5 separate regions of the Mus musculus genome follow, and all the other regions are linked to region 4. The links are chromatin contacts, called in public Hi-C and promoter capture Hi-C maps. All regions are on one chromosome and are shown on one strand. The core of a region is the stretch at or near the end of the contact, and the rest is flanking DNA. Distances in the headings are between cores, read along the strand shown. Region 1 holds the start of 2610301B20Rik (RIKEN cDNA 2610301B20 gene). Region 2 holds the start of Plekhf2 (pleckstrin homology domain containing, family F (with FYVE domain) member 2). Region 3 overlaps Rab2a (RAB2A, member RAS oncogene family). Region 4 holds the start of Asph (aspartate-beta-hydroxylase). Region 5 holds the start of Ndufaf6 (NADH:ubiquinone oxidoreductase complex assembly factor 6).

What was found. Promoter capture Hi-C pulls out the DNA fragments that hold promoters and counts their contacts. Hi-C and Micro-C count contacts between places; a contact is called where the count stands out from the background.
Region 1: a contact with region 4 is called in a promoter capture Hi-C map of liver, with 7 times the contacts expected there. The contact joins the promoter of 2610301B20Rik here to the promoter of Asph in region 4. A contact is called at or near these places in 9 of 39 promoter capture datasets (the C10 cell line, the SN4741 cell line, cranial neural crest and 5 more), 1 of 15 datasets of contacts at CTCF or cohesin (pro-B cells), 5 of 484 Hi-C or Micro-C datasets (B cells, Th1 cells, embryonic fibroblasts and 2 more), 9 of 115 datasets of contacts at active chromatin or transcription factors (astrocytes, cardiomyocytes, embryonic stem cells and 6 more) and 2 of 9 other capture datasets (embryonic stem cells and liver).
Region 2: a contact with region 4 is called in a Hi-C map of muscle stem cells, with 4 times the contacts expected there. The contact joins the promoter of Plekhf2 here to the promoter of Asph in region 4. A contact is called at or near these places in 6 of 39 promoter capture datasets (cranial neural crest, embryonic stem cells, frontonasal cranial neural crest and 2 more), 1 of 484 Hi-C or Micro-C datasets (muscle stem cells) and 6 of 115 datasets of contacts at active chromatin or transcription factors (astrocytes, embryonic forebrain, embryonic stem cells and 3 more).
Region 3: a contact with region 4 is called in a Hi-C map of cerebellum, with 2.8 times the contacts expected there. The contact joins the enhancer-like site here to the promoter of Asph in region 4. A contact is called at or near these places in 3 of 39 promoter capture datasets (the 3T3-L1 cell line, the C10 cell line and hippocampal neurons), 3 of 484 Hi-C or Micro-C datasets (cerebellar granule neurons, cerebellum and pro-B cells), 4 of 115 datasets of contacts at active chromatin or transcription factors (the 230-238 cell line, astrocytes, differentiating embryonic stem cells and 1 more) and 2 of 9 other capture datasets (adipose tissue and liver).
Region 5: a contact with region 4 is called in a promoter capture Hi-C map of pre-B cells, with 2.4 times the contacts expected there. The contact joins the promoter of Ndufaf6 here to the promoter of Asph in region 4. A contact is called at or near these places in 8 of 39 promoter capture datasets (the 3T3-L1 cell line, 3T3-L1-derived adipocytes, the HPC-7 cell line and 4 more) and 1 of 115 datasets of contacts at active chromatin or transcription factors (astrocytes).

What each region holds. Positions count from the first base shown.
Region 1 is chr4:10,873,185-10,875,884 of GRCm38.p6, forward strand. 2610301B20Rik (RIKEN cDNA 2610301B20 gene) reads left to right here and starts at 1,314. Exons shown (of 6, transcript NM_026005.3): 1 at 1,314-1,588. The coding sequence starts at 1,431. n-TSaga9 (a tRNA gene) reads left to right here and starts at 880; the gene lies at 880-961.
Region 2 is chr4:11,006,350-11,009,049 of GRCm38.p6, forward strand. It overlaps Plekhf2 (pleckstrin homology domain containing, family F (with FYVE domain) member 2), which reads right to left and starts at 1,270. Exons shown (of 2, transcript NM_175175.4): 1 at 1,044-1,270.
Region 3 is chr4:8,604,319-8,607,018 of GRCm38.p6, forward strand. It overlaps Rab2a (RAB2A, member RAS oncogene family), which reads left to right. Exons shown (of 8, transcript NM_021518.3): 7 at 56-124; 8 at 2,090-2,700. The coding sequence ends at 2,185. Among named protein-coding and RNA genes, the nearest start is that of Gm42253, 39 kb to the right of the region's middle. Within about 2 kb of position 1,358, at least 41 of the 459 cell types and tissues checked have an H3K27ac peak or open chromatin away from gene starts, as enhancers often do. A contact at or near this core is called in cerebellum, where this site is marked.
Region 4 is chr4:9,667,802-9,670,501 of GRCm38.p6, forward strand. It overlaps Asph (aspartate-beta-hydroxylase), which reads right to left and starts at 1,361. Exons shown (of 24, transcript NM_023066.3): 1 at 980-1,361. The coding sequence starts at 1,109.
Region 5 is chr4:11,074,795-11,077,494 of GRCm38.p6, forward strand. It overlaps Ndufaf6 (NADH:ubiquinone oxidoreductase complex assembly factor 6), which reads right to left and starts at 1,411. Exons shown (of 9, transcript NM_001085493.2): 1 at 1,186-1,411. The coding sequence starts at 1,382.

The DNA.
Region 1 (2,700 bases), core at 64-2,563, 1.2 Mb after region 4:
AAAAAAACCATCATCCTTCCAAAGGCTTCTGGTGAGCTGTTACCTACCATTTTTATATTGCGCACCGTTACATGTTGCTCCTCGGGAAATTTAAAACTATTTTGAACGAATTAAGTAAATGAAACTAACAAATCACCTGGCTCAGATGTCTGCCGAACTCAGAGTGCCGACTTCTTGGCTAATACAACTTTAGAAATGCAATGTGCTCGCTATGTTCATGAAGCGGTGCTGTGATCTAGGTCTGTGTTACAAACCGACTCCAGGGAGGCTGAGGTAGGAGAGACCTCAAGTTCTAAGGCTAGCCCAGGCTATATAGATATGACTGCCTGCTCAAACCATAAGAATTGAAAATACTGTGGGGGCTTGTTTTGTTTGTTTTGCTTTATTTTGTTTTGGGTTTTGCACCGTGGTTTATATTCTTTTTCAAAGTAGTGCTTCATATCCTGGTGAGACAGTCTTGCGATTCATAAATTGATAGGAATCACTATTTTATTGGTAATGAGAGAAAAACGGTCTAGGAGCTGCTTGTCAAAGGAAAACTAGAAGTGTGCGGGGAAGCTGGGAGGCTGGCCAGAGGTCCTGCAATTCCAGTCTCTCTACTGCAAATGCCTCTATCAATAAGAAAGTAGCCGGGGCCCCTCTCTCGCTTCTCTCCCTCCCTTTCTCCTCTCGACCGCACCCCCCCCCCCACCCCCCACTCTAGCTTTGAAGACTCAGCTCCAACACTTTTATGTCACAGAAAAGAGGGGCAGAATTCTTCAAAGCACAATGTTCGAATGTGCTTAAGCTTTTTCACTCCGATCCAAGCCAGCTTGAGTGCGGCATAAGTTTCCAATGCAGAGTCTACATAGAATCTTCCTGCCAAAATTAGCATCACCAGTAGTCGTGGCCGAGTGGTTAAGGCGATGGACTAGAAATCCATTGGGGTCTCCCCGCGCAGGTTCGAATCCTGCCGACTACGGAAGGGAATGTTTTTTGCCACCGAATGAATAATTTTGGATCTGCAGATTCCCCGATGAAACATACAGCCTGCCAAAGCGACCAGGGGTCGCCACGGGGTGGAAAGAGAGGCTGTTGGGGTGGAAAGAGAGACTGTTTGTGATCAGGCGCCGGAGCGGAGCGGGAGAGGTGAAGGGCAAAGCGGGCCCACAGGCTGCGTGGACGGCAAGGGAAGCGCTCCGGGCACGCAGGACCCACCGACAACATCCGCGGCGGCCGGCCTCAGCGGGTCCCCGGGCCTCGGGACCCCCTGCCACCGCGAGTGCGCGCCCGTCAGCGCCGCGGCAGCGCGCGCGCCCCCCGAGTCGCCCGGAGGTTTGCGCAGGCGCGGAAGGTTGTGGGGAACCCGCTCCCGGGCGCGTCGGTTTCTCGCGTTGCCGTGGAAACCACCGGCCAGCGAGGCTCGGGAGAGAAAGACGCGTCTGTTCAAGATGGCGAAGGACCTGGACGAACTTCTGGATGAAGTCGAGACCAAGTTCTGCAGACTCGACCCCTTGAGGCTGGACCTGGGTGAGCGGCCCAAAGGCGACGGCGGCGGCGGCTCGCACAGCGGCGACCGGAACGGAGCCCAGGAGAAAGAAACTCTCAGGTTAACGCAGGCGGGTGGACGGTTCTGCTACAGCCCTGCTCGGGGCGCCTAAGCCGGCCTCCGCCGCCGCGCGCCCCCGCGGCCTGGGCTACTGTCCTAGCCCTCGACGGCCCTCGGGTCACGGCTCAGACCCCGCCCCTGGGCGAGCCTGAGGGAGCTGAGACCCTACCTGACAGCCCTAACCTGACGTGGATCGGGGTGTCCCTCCCCTGAGACACGACAGGGCCACGCTGACCAGACCCACAGCGTTCTCATCGGCGAGGGGCCCTGACTGCAAATGTCGTGCCTCTCACGCCGTTACCAGGCAACCCTTAGGGAACCGGTAGGCCAGCTGTTAGAAGACCATTTTATTGTCTGATTTGTTTAAGCTCGAGGAGTTAGATGAGAGTATATTTAATTATTAAGAGTATCCATTGCAAATATCTGAATTAAATAAATTGCCCAGTTGCCTGCCATTCCCCGTGTCTCCAAAGTTAAGGGACCCAGCAAATGTCCTATTATATCCAGGTCGAAGTTTAAAGACACTTAAATCTTTGGGGATTTGAACAACAACAATAAAAAGCAGGCGTCGTTGCATTATCCTTTAAAGTGAGATCTTAGGCTCAGTAATAACTCCTGCTAGGACCTGCCGCTTGCCTAGACCATTGGGGGAAAGGCTGGTGTTTCTTCCATTAATGTATAAGGTATTACTTTGCAGTGTTTGCTTTGTGTTTGGCTTGGTTTTGTTCCTTTGTGGTTGGAGAGAATTTGTCAGGCCTTTTCATCTTGGAACCAACATAAAGAAGCTTAGACTGTCTCCACACTGAAAGGATGGCCATTTCTGTGGCTTCTCCCCAGCCATGTGATCTTTCCTGCCTGTGTCTGACTACCAGACTCCACCCACACCCTCCTCTCCCTGCCCCCACCTTAGCACATTTATAATGCCTAAAGTGAATCACAACTGTTATCACTTGTGTTAAACTTTTTATCAGGGACAATGATTAGAAGTTGTGCAAAAAACAACAGCAAATACCCTAAGCCAAGTTTTAAATACAGTTCCTTTCTGGTATGGAATGCCATCACTGAAGTTTTACACTAAGCCAAAGGAAATCATTTGTGAGTTTATGAACAGA
Region 2 (2,700 bases), core at 20-2,519, 1.3 Mb after region 4:
ATAAAGGTACAAAGATAGGGGCTCAAAACTCATGCACCTTTAAGGAACGAAAAGGAAAAAGAATAAAAAAAAAACTGAATCGTCAAAATCACCCTAATCTGTTTGTTGTGGTCCTGGGGTTGTTTGTTTCAGACTCAAGCTGTAGCCAAGGCTGGCCTTGAACTCGCGGCAATGCTTCTGCCCTAGCCCGCGGGAGTGCTCAGAAAACCGGCATGAGCCAACACACTGGGTTATTTCACTTAGTCTTAAGACAACACATGCCTTAACGTTTCAACTGAACGTTCAACTCTAAATGGTTCTTTAACGAGTCTCTTAGGCAACATATTAAAACATAACAAAGAAGGCATTTACCAGTTTAATGTACTTGGGAGTCTGAATTACTGCTTAGGTGTATGTAACCTGAATACTAGTCATTTCCACTGCACACTCACACAACTTACTGCTTTAATATTCGAGGACTATACAAGGCTACTCGAGCAACTTGGGGAACCAGCTCTTGGCCTTTAATAACATTAAAAAAAAAAAAAAACTAGGCAAAAGATCATAAAACTTAAAAAAAAAAAACCCTTCAAGTAGCGTGTAAGCTACCGCTCCTATCTGAGCCAATTGTACGGTGCCATTTTCATATAAAGTCATAAAATAAACTGCTGGAGTCAGAGCGTGCCCCTGACGCCCAGACCCTGCAAAGTTTTCAGACCGCACGATCTGGGGACCCGAGTCCTGCTGCCCCACAACTTCGGGGGCGACGCGAGGTCCAGTCCCCAGCCGCCGTCTATGGTCCCGGCCCTGGCCCTCCGGGCGGCGTCCCGCGGACGGGCGCGGCGGGACCCAGGCGGTTCCAGCCCGAGCGCCGGCCCGGAGGGGAGCCGCCCGAGCGCCCCGTTTCCCACAGACCCCAACATGGCGTCGGCCGCCGCCGCCCGCGCCAACCCCTCCCCGCGCCACGGCTGGCCCGGGCCCGCGGGGATAGGCGCCCGCAAAGTTTCGCTTCTCCCTCCCCAGCCCGCCGCCGCCCGGTGCGTCCCGACCCCCATGGCACCTACCCGACCCCGCGCGGGCGGCGGCGCCGAGGGTGCGAGTCCTCCTAGTCGCCGACTCCGGGCGCGGACTCCGCCTGCTCCCCGACCCCAGCCTCGCAGGGTTGCGTGGGGCCCCGCGAGGCCGGCGCGATCCGGACGCGGCGGGCGCAGCCGCTCGCAGGTGACTTCACCGCCCCTCCAGTCGAACCCGACAACGGCCGCTCCGGCTGGCTTCCCTCCTGCGCGCGCACCGGCGCGCCCCCGCCCAAGCGCCAAACACGGGCACGAGCACACCCGCCCTGCCCTTTCTTCCCGGCTCCCTCGCCCCGCCCATCGCCTTGCCCCGCCCCTCCATCCCCACGCGACCGCACGGGGGGCGGGCTCTTCAGCGGAGGCCACACCCACTCGGGGGCCTCCCCCGGCGGGGTTGGGGAACGCGCGCCTCTGCAGAGGTGACGCGCGTCTGAGCCAGCTGAGGCTGGACTGGGTCGCCTGACCTGACTTTCCTGACTCGGGCTAGCCTTCGGAAAGGGCTCTTAAGCAGTCCGCGAAGTTCTCTGGAAGAATGGGCGGAAGCTGCCTCCACGCCTCCCGCCCTAAGGAACAGGAAAGGCTTTGCTTCTCGCCACCCAACCGCGTCTGCCAACCCCGCCCGGCTCGGCCATTCAGCCGAACACCTGCTGTCGCTTTCTCCCAAGCCAGGGGTCTGCGCTTACCGCACCCATGACCCGCAGGCTCCTGTGTAACCTTATGCCGAAGAACTCCGCTCTTTTCAAAACTTCCCCTCGGCCAACTGCTTCGCGTACCTAGAACTCGGTGCTACCATGACGCTGGGTTAGAAGAGCGTTTACTAGGCGCTGCGGAGAGATAGCAGAGGCATCTAGGCTGGCTGGCTGGGAAAAGCACACCGTTTAAACAGGAAAGGGGTAGAAATTGGGTTATTATTAAAGTTTTATTCAGGAATTTTCTTTTTAGCCTCCTGTTGAGCAGTTCTCAACCTGCGGATCACAGGAGTCGCCTAAGACCATCGGAGAACATATTTTGCATTATGATTCATAACAGCAAAATTACAGTTATGAAGTAGTAACAAATAATTATATGGTGGAGACCACCGCAATAGGAGGAGCTATATTAAAGCATTAAGAAGATTGAGAGCTGCCGGGCGGTGTTGGACACGCCTTTAATCCCAGCACTTGGGAGGCAGAGGCAGGCGGAATCCTGAGTTCAAGGCCAGCCTGGTCTACAGAGAAACTCTGTCTCGAAAAACAAGAAGAAGAAGAGGAAGAGGAAGAAGAATGTCTGTGAAACAAATACAGTTGTTTTAAATTAGTATCCAGAACAAAACTGGCAAAGGAGATCAGTTGTCGTAATAGGGATAGTTACAGGATTTCAATCGTATACACACACAATCTTTATGTGTGCTAGACTAAGCACACTCTAAAATCTTTTTAAATTTTAAGATTAGGAACTGCTGTGTTTCTAGTGTCATCAATAAAAATGTTGCTCTTCGAATGCCTTTAATCCCAGCACTCGGGAGGCAGAGGCAGGCAGATTTCTGAGTTTGAGGCCAGCCTGGTCTACAGAGAGTTCCAGGACACCCAGGGCTATACAGAGAAATCCTGTCTCAAAAAAAAAAAAACAAAAAAAACAAAAAAAAAAAAAAACAAAAAAAAGTTGCCCT
Region 3 (2,700 bases), core at 108-2,607, 1.1 Mb before region 4:
CTTTACTGTTGTAATTTTGAGTAATATAAACCAATTTTTCTACTTTATATTTCAGGCATTTATTAACACAGCAAAAGAAATTTATGAAAAAATCCAAGAAGGGGTCTTTGACATTAATAATGAGGTATGTATATGCAAATATTGTTCACTAAACACTAACTTTGAATTGACATCTACCTAGTATTTGGAGTCCTGATTTTATTATTTATTTTTTATTTCTAAAATGGTTCAGTTGGTCATCCATTGGCACATTAGTTAGCAATCGTCTCTCTGAAAGCCTGGTACATAGAGTACAATAGGTAGGTGCTTATGTTACCTGTGTGTGGAGCACTTCAGTTAGGTGCTCAGTTATGGTACATAGAGTACAATAGGTAGGTGCTTATGTTACCTGTGTGTGGAGCACTTCAGTTAGGTGCCATATGCTAGTAGAGTATCACTTACGGAATTGGACTAAAATAAAAGGCCCTGTTTATCCATTGCAAACTGTGAAAAAGAATGTAAACTACCTCAGTTGCAAAGGAAACCTGCGTTTACCCACATGGACTTATTCTTTGGGGAGTAAGATATCCAAAATAAATGCATGGCCTGTGGACTCTTGCAACATGGTCTCTGCTGGTATGAAAGAAGGCAATTCTCAATTTGGAAATACTCTAATTAGAGCAAAACACATTTTTCAGAAGACCAAATAAATATACATAATTAACAGTTGGCATAGCTTTCTCTCGTGTTATTTTGAACACAGTTTGATCAGCATGATTGGGACAAAGTGTGTCATTTAGATGATTGTGAATGTCCACTAGCTGTCATTTTTACCTAAATCCCCTCTCTGTGTTTATCCTTACTTCAAAACGTTTAAGTAAATAGAATATGTTATTTACTTTCATATAAGCATTTCTGTTACTTTGTATTAAAGACATCTAAAAGATGCTCTTGGCCAGTACCTATATGAGGCTCTTAGCAGTTTACCTTTGGTTTCCAAAAAGTACCTGATTTTTTTTTTTTTTTTTAATTTAGAATAGTGTGACTTTAAATCTTACCTTTAGACTTACATGGCAATACTTATTGAGTTAATTTAAAGGTGACACCATTTAGAGACTAATCCCCTATAAATTGAACAGTAATTGGCCCTCTGTTTAAAGGATACATGTGCTGTTTCTGTCTGATTTCATACAGTAGCTAACTGCTTTACTGTGTTTTGTGCAGCTTTGATTGTAATGTGCTGTCAGAAGCCAACAGGCCATGCTATTTATTTGGCCTGATGCCAAGGCTGACTCCTTGATTCCTCAAGAAGTTGCTACCAGCCCAGAGGGGGCAGAACCAATGAGCCATAGGGCAAGCTTTTTATTAAAGAGGAGTCAAAGAGCGAAAAGAAACCACATCAGCCACTGTCAATAGTGAGCCAGTGCCAGAAGCCCCAAGGCTACTACAGTTGCAGAATAACTGCCAAGCACCGTAAATCTGAGATTTACTGTGACGCAGAGTTTCCTTAAGAGCTTCATTTCTGCAGCTACTGTATTACTTTTCTCAAAGTGTTGTATTTTTAGGTAAAATCCACTTGAGGGATTGAGGGTTAAGACACAGTGTGAATTTGACGAATGAAAGAACCACTCTGTGTGTGGGTTCTTGGCAACTTGCCATGTCTTTGGGGATCACAGAAATTATTGATGGCACAGAACACTCATGTTCCTCAGCCTGCACAGCTGATTCAACATGGAACAGAAATGCTGTCTAAAAGAAAGATTTTAAATCCAGTTAGAGTAGCGAAGGCTTTGGATAGCTTTACTCTTTGATAAGCATCCCATATACTAATTGTTACAAGTCCTCTCCTCGCTGTGAACCTCTGACAAGCAGCACTATCTGATTTCTGCTGACCAGTTCTAAAACGACCTCTTTCCAACACATCTCCTCTGTGTTGTTTTTAAAAGAAGCAACAACCCCATTTCAAAAAACCTACTTAAAATATTTTTTAGAGTTGTTTGGCAAAATTAAATCACTAAGAATTATGTGAATTTTTTTAAAAAAAATAATAATCTAGTCTACTGCCTGGTTGAGTCTGCTTTATTTACAGTCCTGTTCTCTTGTACTTCAGGCAAACGGCATTAAAATTGGCCCTCAGCACGCTGCTACCAACGCATCTCATGGAAGCAACCAAGGCGGACAGCAGGCAGGGGGAGGCTGCTGTTGAGTCTGGTGTTACCGGCTAGCTGCCCAGTGGAGCCACGCACTCTGTCACCCTCTTTCCTCATGCTCAGCTGAGACATGAAACTATTGAAATGGCTTTATGTCACAGGAGACTTTAATCCTTCAGATTCTTGTATAACTTTGAATAAATGGTTAATGTTCACTTAAAAAGACAGATTTTGGAGATTGTATTCATATCTATTTGCATTTGATTTCTAGGTCAATTGATGTGATTATTTTTGTTAAATGTTGTCTTGTGCCCTTAACTACGAGCTGAATTGTATTAAACACTACAAAGTCATGGTGAGTATTTTAAATCAGTTTGTGTAGTTAGGTTTCCCAACACCTGTGGTTACCTAATGTTTAATATTATAGGACTGTCCTCAAAAAGTTTGTCAACTTTCAAGGATATAAGGAAAACCAGAACTCTTTGACTTCTGTATTTATCATTTGCTTTCTGTATATATAGTTTAATAACCTGCTTGGGTGTGATTTGCCAAGCTTGAACTCTAATGCATT
Region 4 (2,700 bases), core at 111-2,610:
GGAATAGAAGAGAGTGAAACAAAGACAATACATGAAGACAGAATATACATGAAGACAGCAAGTGCTATGAAGAAAAACCATAGTTGGCTCATCTATCGTCCTGACATATACTAATAAAACCATAATCATCCAATCTATATATGACATATAATAATGAGCTGCCCATAGACCAAAGCATAGAATCTAAATCATTTCCAGTGATATTGAGAGCTCACATTCAATACACATGTGTGTTCCAGTTCCAATATTCTAAATATGAGTCAAAGGAAATATAAGAGAAACCGAGAACCGGTGAAATCTGACACGAAACAGATTTAAAACATCTGTTCTCCACTCTGCTGGCTAAGCACATGGAGAAGAAAGGTGAATAACCAGTAGGGTTTTTTGTTTGTGGGTTTTGGGTTTTTTGTTTGGTTGGGTTTTTTTTTTGGGGGGGGGGGGGTTATGATTTTATTTTATTTTATTGAGAAAAGAAAAAGGAGGCACAGAGAAAATCCCTATAGTACTTTATGATGTCCCTTTGTATTTTAAAAGGCAAACGCAATACATATTAAGAAAACTAAACAAAACTCCTTAAAATAATTTGCAAGAACGAAGCATCAAGTCTCATCCCGGCCCTTGAATACACTCCTCCAAGCCGCTCCTCAACGCTGCTGGCCAGGCTGAAACTTACTTTCTCTGACTTTGGCTCAGGGTCAAGCGCCCCGAAAACTGCAAAAAGATAAAGGGCCCTCTACACCCAGCTTCCATCAGGAAAGGCAAGAAAGGGCCGGCCAATGCTCGGGCAGGCTGGTGCTAGGGGTCCCCCTCCGGCCGACTCTGCTCCTCCGCCTCCCCGCCCGGTGAGCGCGGCCTCGCCCCGCGCACACAGGAGCCTCGCTAAGGATGGAGAGGAGCGGCGGACGTAGGATCAGACCAGACCTGCAGCGCCCACCCGGCTCCCGCCCGCAGCCAGGGCCTGGCCTGCGGGGACTCTGACCTCTCCGAGCCCCGGGGCTACTGCTGCTACCGCTGCTACCCGTGCTCGGGCTACCGCTGCCCGAGCCGCTGCCGCTGCCGCTGCTGCTGCTGTTGCCGCCGCCGCCCTTGGCGTTCTTGCGCGGGGCCATCGCGAGCTGCTCCGGGGACTGCAGAGAACCGGGGCCTTGCTGAGTGCACTAGGGACACCGGGGCTTCGAGACTCCTGTAGCAGCGCCTTAGCGTCCACTGCGCTCGCTGCGCCTCGGACGACTTGCACCAGCGTGCAGCCGCGCGGTTAGCCTCGCGTGCGCCCAGCCTGCGACTCCTTAGGCTGCCAAGAGCGCTCAGCTCCCCCCGGCCTCGGCCCCGCCCACGCCAGCCTCTGCCCACCCACCAGATCTGAAAGACGCCAACACGAGCCAATCCCGAGGACCGCTGGCAGGGGGCGGGGCAGGCTACGCGCGCCTGCCCTCCTCAGGCCAAAGCTTGTCTTTTGCTGCGCAGTGACTGCAAAGCCCCAGCGGCTTGTGGCTTTCTAGTCTGCCTGGATCCTCTGGAACGTGGCAAACGTGGAAGCCGGCAGGACTCTCGCGAGCGTTGGTGTTCTGGCTCCAACGGGATGGGGCGGGTATGAGGGCGGTGCCCGAGAGCTGCGCACCACCTCTTGGCTTCTTGGGAATTTGGTTCCGGTGCCTAAGTACGACCAAGGGTGCAAGCCCTCTCTTTGAAAAGGATTTGCCACAGTTCCGCCAGTACACTGTGATTGTTGAGCCTTCCAGTGTCAAAAATAAGGATTTGTGCCATCAGTAGTTTTGGAGAACCTTTAGTTAAGACATTAAAATGTTAACATGACTCAAAAACCCTATTTTCTTAACCATGCACAACACTCTCATCACACTAATACCTAGAATTTCTTCATGTCCCCAGCCATTGATCTCCTATGCTTATGCAGTGTACTGCGTCGGGATTGAGAACTGAATATTCAAAAGAAAAATGGCAACAGCTGGATGAACCAGCCAAGGTCCAGCAGAGACCATGATCATTTGTTACCAATTGCCCACATGGTGTCTGTGGGTAACAAAAAAACATGAAGTATGTGGTGATTTAATACATTGCTGTCAATGTCGAGATCTTCCAGGAGTTCTTGGAAGCAGCCCCTTGTAGAAGACCCAGAGTGAGCCACTGCTGTGGGACGACCCCTTCTGAGACTGCAGTTTCCTCAACCACCACTGACCATCATTAGGGTCCACTGGCCTCTGCCTTGTCAGCTGTGAATACTGGGTACCGCCCGGGGAAAAAAGTGGAACCCAAGAGCCTCACAGAACAGGGAAAAAGAGGGCATCGTTTTCACACAGCCATGAAGGTGGGTGCTGCCGTCCATTCTTACTGCATTTCTTTATCTCTGAGCCTCCTCGGCACCCAGGAGTCCTCTCTTTTGAACACAACTTCTTGCCCACAAAGGACATTCTTTCAGCAGGAAACAATGATGGGAATGGGGGGAGGCAGAGAGGCAAATCTGATCCATATCACTTAATGGAAGGTGCTGATATCTAAACTACAATAGATAAATAACTCTCCATCCCCAAGATAAAAAATTTTAATTACTCACAAAACACTATTATAGAGTTGATGCTTTAAAGGTTCAATCTTAACTAGCTTCCACAAATGTTTTAATCCCTTGTGCTGGCTGATTTTGTGTGTCAACGTGGCACAAGCTGGAGTCATCACAGAGAAAGGAGC
Region 5 (2,700 bases), core at 161-2,660, 1.4 Mb after region 4:
ACTGTTCCAGAAAATCTGATCGGTGGCACTAGGCATGCACACAGTTCATACACACAAGCAAAGCACGCATACACGTGAAATAAAAATAACACACAATAAAAACAACAAAACAAAACAAAAAAGACCCGACACTTGAGAGGCAGAGACCAGAAGGAGTTCCAGGCCAGCCTGGTCTACAGGGTCAACCACAGCTACATAAAAACCCTGTCTCAAAACAAACAAAAACCATACCGGATAACTGCTGTTAGCAGGGAGGGCAAAATGCAGGGGCGGTGTGGGTGGATGTAATTAAGCCATAGATTATTCATAGGGCTCAATTCCCATCAGGCCCAACCCCCACACATGTCTACAGAGGAAATCCCAGATGTCTTTCCTGACACCAGGTGAACAAAACACAAGTCATGAGGCTGTTCTTGTAAATCTCTGGCAAATCCCTTGTTCCCTTGAAATTATTAAACTTCATCTTAAAAATTGTATTTATTTTTATGTGTATGAGTGTTTGCGTACACATATGTCTATACACTGCTTACCTGGTGCTCAAGAAGGCCAGAAGAGAGCATTAGATCTCGTGTCGGGGCTGGGAATCAAACCTGAGCCTGTTCTCTTAACCGCTAACCCATTTCTCCAGCTCTTAATGCTCTAACTCTTAAACTCCCTTGATGGGAATCACAACTTGAAAGGAGAATTAAATAAGCTGCTTTGGACTTTACTTTTGTAAACAAAATTTTAGCTTTGAGGTTGCTTTGTAGTTAAATCTAAACCTCTGGCCAGTACCTCCTAAGAAGATGCGTCAAAAGTGAGTGTGCCAACTTTTGTGAGATGTGTTTATCCAAAGCACGCTGGGCAAGCACCCTACCAATGGACCTAAAAATGCGCAGGCCCCGTGAATTACTTTTAATAGTGCAGCACACAGAGCCCAAAGCCAGTTAACGGTGTTAAAGTCACTAGCTGTCCATGAATAAAAAGTGCTATGCATGCAAAGGTTGTAGGGTCCATTAACGTTAGGGTTCAGGCAGAGGATGTGCTGAGCCACGTGAACAGGCCTGCGGTCTCCTTCTCCAAGCACGGGCACAGAGCCCAGCAGAACGCAGGACCCGGAGGACGCAGCCCCAGGCTCGGGGTTCAGCGCTCTGCGTTCCACAGGCTCTGGGCTCTCGGGGATGTCCCCCGGGCGCGGCCACTCACCTCAGCAGCTCCAGGCAGTAGAGGTGGGAACCGGGGATGCCTGGCCCGCTGGCCGCCGCCACGCTGCGCCGGACCGCCGAGGGCCCCGGCAGGCGCCGCACACGTTCCCACGCATCCCGAGGCGGCTGGCGATGGAACAGGTTAGCCAAACCGAATGGCCTTGGGCCGCGGACAGAACCCAGCATGGAGGTCGCCATGACACCCGCTTCGGGTGCCCTCCGACCCTGAGGCCACGCCCCCCGGAAAGTGGCCACGCCCCCGGCAGATCTCTGCAACTCCGCAAAGGAAGGACGCCACTCAGACCAGAGCCAGGTGTCGCTATAATCCTGCACATTGGTGACTTGGTTGTCCTCTCCAGCGTCCACTCCCACAGAACCCCAGAACGCCAAAAGGGATGGGTGCCTGCTTTTTAAAGAAGCGACTGACGTTACATCCTGTCACCCCAGAGACCCCCATCCTCTCTTGATCCTCTTCAAGGGCGCTATTGACACTTGTAACCGCACTGCTGGAAGCTTGTTGTACCTGAATGCCCACTATTCACCCACACACATTCCCAGAGACCTCCCAGCATAGCCCTGAACAGGTACACTGATTAGCCACTCTACCTCCAAGAGAAAAACACAAAGATGCTTGAGAGATGCACCAGGTTATGCCTCCATTATCAACCACTAAGGATAAAGGGGAAGGAGAGGAAGGGGGAGAGAGACAGAGACAAAATTTAATTTCTTTCCTTTTGCTTTCTTTTCCTTTTCCTTTTCTTTTTGTTTGTTTTTTGTTTCTTTTGTTTTTCGAGACAGGGTTCCTCTGTGTAGCCCTGGCTGACCTGGAACTCACTTTGTAGACCAGGCTGGCCTCGAACTCAAAATCCGCATGCCTCTGCCTCCTGAGTGCTGGGATTAAAGGCGAGCGCCACCACGCCCGGCTCCTTTTTCTTTTTTAACAGTAACAATATATCATTTGCTGTTAGTTGTCTCTCACAACACTCTAAAAGCCCAAGAGCATGGAGTCATTTGTTTCCTGCTTTAACCCATTGACAGTCCCTCGATGTTGTAAAATCTGACTTGCCTCTGTCATCTGTAACGCCAGCACTAAGAAGGCTGAGACAGGAAGTGTTGAGTGTTCAAAGTCAGCCTACACTACACAGTGAGGTTGAAGCAAGACAAAAAGAGGAAGTTGTGAACCTGAGATAGAAAAGTAGCCTCTCAGCCAGGAATCAGGCCAAAGCCTTTTGCCTGTGGAGAATTTAGAATTCCAGTATAAGGCTAGAGAGATGGGTCAGTCAGTAAAATGGTAAGATAGTACCAGATGAGGTGAAGGAGCTCAGAAGACAAAAAGGAGGCTCAGAGGGGCAGGAGACAAAAGAGGGTAATGGGAGGCAAATGTTGAAATACATTATGTACATGCCATAATGTGCTAATTTAAATACTTAAATACAACAGTTTAAAATACAATAAAATGATACTATACTACAAATGATATGTTGTTACCAACTATTATTAATTGAATAGTCTATAG